2 separate regions of the Sus scrofa genome follow, and region 1 is linked to region 2. The links are chromatin contacts, called in public Hi-C maps. All regions are on one chromosome and are shown on one strand. Each heading gives the region's core, a stretch centred on a gene start, on an enhancer-like site or on the middle of the called end of the contact. The rest is flanking DNA. Distances are from core to core; before and after follow the strand shown. Region 1 holds the start of C8A (complement C8 alpha chain). Region 2 holds the start of C8B (complement C8 beta chain).

Evidence for each region. A called contact is a pair of places that touch in the nucleus more often than the background predicts.
Region 1: a Hi-C map of liver shows a contact between it and region 2, with 13 times the contacts expected there. The contact joins the promoter of C8A here to the promoter of C8B in region 2. A contact is called at or near these places in 18 of 47 Hi-C or Micro-C datasets (alveolar macrophages, brain, embryonic fibroblasts and 10 more).

The regions. Positions count from the first base shown.
Region 1 is chr6:155,529,156-155,531,855 of Sscrofa11.1, reverse strand. It overlaps C8A (complement C8 alpha chain), which reads left to right and starts at 1,389. Exons shown (of 11, transcript NM_001097450.2): 1 at 1,389-1,568. The coding sequence starts at 1,492.
Region 2 is chr6:155,410,620-155,413,319 of Sscrofa11.1, reverse strand. It overlaps C8B (complement C8 beta chain), which reads right to left and starts at 1,338. Exons shown (of 12, transcript NM_001097451.2): 1 at 1,112-1,338. The coding sequence starts at 1,203.

The sequences.
Region 1 (2,700 bases), core at 140-2,639, 120 kb before region 2:
CCATAAGAAGAACCACGGAAATGCCAAAGGAAAATCTGAGCTATACTCCCTTTGCAGGAGGCGGGGGGCAATGGACCTGTGTCGGAAACTTGGACTTTGGATGAAACAAGGAGGGAGCTGGCTAAGGAGCTTGTGGAAAGAAGTGGGTTCCAGTTGTGCCACCCTGAGCTTCCTCAAAGGTGTCCCGATATCACCCCCATCACATCCGTATCTTCAGTAAAAGCATTAGGAGGGATCAGTCATGACTGGATTACTTGTGGCGAAAGGAAAAAAGAGAGTTTTTCAAATGGGTCAGACAGAATGTAAAACTGCAGCCACGAGAGAACCCAGACATCAAAAGCCAAAGCAAAAGGGAGGAAGAGAGACTCAGCAATCCGGGGCTGAAGGGGCTTTCCAGGACCTGGAATGGGTATTGACTTCTGTCGACTCTCCCCTCACTCTAGAAGAAATGAAGACCACAATGACTGGCTGCCACGTTTGCATTTGTACACATTTCTAGCGTGCACAAGTTATCCAGTACCTTTTTTTCATAACTTTGAGATTGATAAGGCCAATCCTGCTAATGAGAGAATCTAACTACTGACAAAGGCATCAAGATGGCTCCATTCTCGGGCAAGTTAGCTGACCTCTCTGGATCTTCATTTCTTCAACTGCAAAATGAAACGAATCCTTTCCATTTCATAGACTTGTTGTGAGGAGTAAATAAAACAAGACATGTGAAACGTCTGCCACATGTGCAGTGATTGTCTAGCCACCTCTCCTTATTTAATTAATTTGTGGCCATGTCCGGAACAGTAAGAGAATGGATGTAGATATGGTTTCATTGGTCCCATGATTGGTTGTTATTAAAGCTCTAGAGAATGCTTCTGGAGGTGTTCATTTAAGGCATCTGGTTTCCTGAAGACACAAATATTCTAGATGGTAATGATACTGCAAGTCTGGATGAGAAGTAGAAAGTCCATTTCAATTACCCACACTTCTCAGGCTCCAGGTGTTTGGCAATAAATTGCAGAACTTCTCCATTTGATGGTTAGTGTTTTCGATATTTTGCTGGAAGTTTATGGTTGAGTCAGTATTAGCTTTGTTTCAGCCAAGCAAAACAAACTCATCTGAGCTCAGAAGTCCCACGAGCCTGTAAAAAGGGCCACAAACTCTGGAGATATATGTTGGTTTGTCTTTTGCCTCATTCTGAAAATAAGATCCCTTTGCTTAGCTGAAATAAGTTAAATATCCTCCTCTCCTCAACCCTATGGATATTGCTTTTCAAAAGGTCTGAAGGACAGTGGCCTTTGGTGTCTAGAATTTTAGGGTGTTTGGCTAATCAATATCCTAGTAAGTAATTAACCACATCTGAATGAGAATCAAACAAGTTCTGTTAGTTTCAAACATTAGATAGATCTTCTAGGTCCTGGTCTGTAGACACCTCTTACTTCAACTCCCTAAGTAGTTTTAGTCCTTCTTTGTAATATAGGGTAGTGGCTTCTGGATGAGATGTTGGCTGTTGCTTTTTTCATCTTGTCTTTGATGACTTGTCAGCCTGGGGTAACCATACAGGAGAAGGTGAACCGGTGAGTTGGCCAAAAGACTCTGAAAAATGTGCACTTAGGGATTACCTGGTGGGGAACTAAGATACTCTCATGTTTGATACAGGCTATTTTAGGATGGAATGTGGCCTCTTTCCGTGTTATTACTAGTCCAGGAAGCAGTCCAGACCAGTGAAAAGAGCATCCACTTAGAGTCAGATGGGCCTGTGTGCAAATCATAGCTCTAATACTTAGGAGCTGGGTCATCTGGAGGAAATTGGTCTCTTGGAGCCTTAGTGTCTCAATATGTAAAATGAGAATAAAAATGCCTCTTCCATAAGAGTTAATGAACCTGAAAAAAGACCCTAGGTATAAAATATACTCAAAAAATAATAGTTCTCTTGAATGATATTAGACAATTAACCTCTGCTTATTTATTTGTGAATTATAAGAATACTCATCTCATGTTTTGGGAAGATACAATTAGATAATACATGTAAAATCATCTTGGGAAAGGCAAGATGCTGGGTCATTTCCTTCTAGAAATGAATTTTACCTTTTGTTATGGAGTAATGAATGAAAGTTATATTTTCATATGTACAGTGCATTTTACCCATTCCGTTTCCTTGAATATCCCAAACTGCCTTCATGCTTTTTTTTGTTTTTTTTTTTAATCTTAACATCAAGTATTTTGTGGTACTTATATAGCCCCTTATTTTGCCTTAGGGATAGTTTTAAAGTACTCCTTCTCTCCCAAACATTGCCAATTTTAAGTAGAGTTATTTCATTCAAATTCCTGTTGGATGATTCAATTTTGAATCATTATTGCCTTTTTTTTTTTTTTTTGACTTTTTAGGGCTACACCAGCAGCATGTGGAGGTTTCTAGGCTAGGGTCAAATTGGAGCCACAGCTGCAAGCCTATGCCATAGCAATGCAGGATCTGAGCCGTGTCTGTAACCTACATCATAGCTCACAGCAACGCCAGATCCTTAACCCACTGATTGAGGCCAGGGATGGAACCTGCAACCTCATGGTTCCTAGTCAGATTCGTTTCCGCTGTGCCACGAAGGGAACTCCCATTATTGCTTTTGAATGCTGGAGCAAGAGATGTTTCCTCTAAGCAACAGTTCAGAAGGGGGGAAAGGCATTTTTACAAGCAGTTAATTTTCAACTTGT
Region 2 (2,700 bases), core at 89-2,588:
CTCCAGGAGAACAGGCACCTCTTGTGTCCTATTCACCTCTGTATCCTCAGAGCCTGACCAGGGGCCTCACACAGGGGTCCACGTGCGGGTAGGATTGCTACGATCCCTTTAAACCCTCCTTTCAGACACATTTCCTTGGATTCTAATGGTCACAGAGCACGCACAAGGAAAGTCTTGGCAGCTTCGTTCTTCTCAGGGCCAGGTGGAGATTCTTGATAATTGTAATTAGTCATTGAGTTCCCAGTGGGTAGGGAATACTCATTTCCCTGGTCCAGGGGTGGTGCCCAATGGGGTGGAGGGCTCAACAAAGCCCAATGGGTACAATGAGTACTAGATGCTCCTCCCATCAGAGGCAGTGCTCACCCAGCTTTTATGGAATGAGTAAGAAACAGCCTCAACTAGTCTTTCTTCCCACTAGGAGCCTAGGACAGATGATAGCACCATCCTCTCATGGCAGCAGCTTTTCCCAATTGCTGTGTCACTAGTGCATCTTTCATTGGATCCCAAGTTTGAACTTTTACTCAAATTAATTTTGAGTTTTCAACTCCGATATTTTCTTTAGCTTTTTGCCTCCGATTAACACCAATACCAAAATAATGATGAAATATATCAGTAAGCTTAACTGCCAGGAACATCTGGAATGCCTCTGTGTGTGTGTGTGAGAGAGAGAGAGAGAGAGAGAGAGCGAGAGCGAGAGAGAGAGAGCGAGCCTGAGAACAAAGAGTTTAGGCTGATGAACAGGTAAAGTGGGTCATTCTCATATTAATATCATTGCTATGAATTGGCTTTTTTTCTACATACATAACAAATCATTTGCATAAAGAATCACACCGAGGCTTTGTTCAGAATACAGAACAAGTATCCTATTCTTCTCAGCATGACAGAATACATTTAAACATGTCAGTGTCCTATAGGAACTTTTGTTGAAGTCAGTCGCTGGGTGCCACAATAACCTGAGGAGTTAGTGATATCATTTTATCAGATGCATGCAAATTGCATCAAGAGATGCTCGTTATTCAAAAGGCATGTGACAAGGAGAGGGCCAGAATTACGTGGCTTCATATTGCCTGTCCTATTATTGATGAGGGGATCACTTGGAACTGCCACCTACCTGGAGCCAGGTAAACTGAGACACCCCAGGGCAGCACAGAGAAGAAACAGCTTTGCCGGCATCCTCCAAGCCCACGTCCCAGAGGTCTTCATTTTTTCTATGCGACAGGAGATCTGACTGAGGCTCATGGATCCATGAAGAACCTGCACAGGGAATGCTACCGTCAGCTTCTGTCCCCAGAGAGCAAACAGTTTGGCAGAGTAAACAAAACCACCAGTGATCAGAAATGCCTTATTAGACTTTGCACAGACAGAAAACTTATCAGTGACTCCAGAAAGCAATGAGAATGACGGAAAGCTCTATCACAATTTTTTTGTTTTTGTTTTCTAAAAAATAACATTTTCTTCTCTTTTCCTTTTTTTTTTTTTTTGATGGAAAGCTCTGTCATAATAATTTTTTTTTTTATTTTTGTCTTTTAAAGATAATGTTTTCTTTTCTTTCTTTTTTTTTCCCCCACCCTGCAGCATATGGAAGTTCCCTGGCCAGGGATGGGATTCCAGGATGGGACCTATGCCACAGCTGCAGCAACTCCAGATCCTTAATCCAGTGCAACAGGCTGGGGATCCAACCTCTGTCCCAGCACTCCAGAGAGGCGTTTCCCCACGTCAGGAACTCTGCAGCTTATCTTGCATTCATGCGTAACAGAGTTTTGAGTGAGCAGCTGAAAGGATGGGCAGTTAGTGAGGTAATAAGGATTGTGGGCTCCAGGTCCAGACTGCCTAGGTTCAAATCCTTTCTCGACCACTTGCCAGCTTTGGGACCTCAGGCAAGTCACTTTACCTCTATGCCTCAGTTTCCTCACTTGGCAAGTGCTGACCTTCAAATGATGCGCATAAGCAGAGTGCTTAGAACAGGCTCCTTTGGGCACGGAGACATGTGCTATTATTACTAAGCAGAATGCAGGGTCTGGAGTCAGACAGGCCAGGCTCTGAATAACAGTTTGCTCCTTCTAGCTCTGTGATTTTGAGTAAGTCAGTTAGATGCTAAGAGTTCTAGAGCCTGTTGACCTGAGATCGAATTCTCTCTGTATCTTTAACCAGCTGTGTGATCCAGGGCAAATTATTAACCTCTCTGGGCCTGAGTTTCTTTATCTACAAAATAGAGATAATAAAAGTACCACCCCACCTCAGAGGGCTGTCATGAAAATTAGATAAATCTAAATATTTGAAACACTTTGAACAGTACCTGCCATATACTATGTGGTCTTTCTGTAAGTGAGCTATATTTTATTGACTGTTTCTGATTCTGTTTCCTCCTATGTAAAATCGAGAGGGCTATGCCTCCCTAATTCTCAGGGTCAGGAAGGTCAGATAAGATAGTTAAGTGTGAAAATGTTTCACAAATAGGCATCATAAAAATGATAACTGTAAGAGATCACTTTACCAAAATGTGTTGTTATTATTATATACCTTATGTAGGACTTTATTATATTTAGGGAGCAATAGATGGCTGCCCTGACCTTGTTGAGAAGTGAAATATAATAGATGATTGGTACCAGATAGATGTAACATTTGTCTCCAGTATTTGCTGATAAATCCTGAGAGCCACAGTGATAGATAGCAGCACATGAAAAATAGCTCAATAAATAC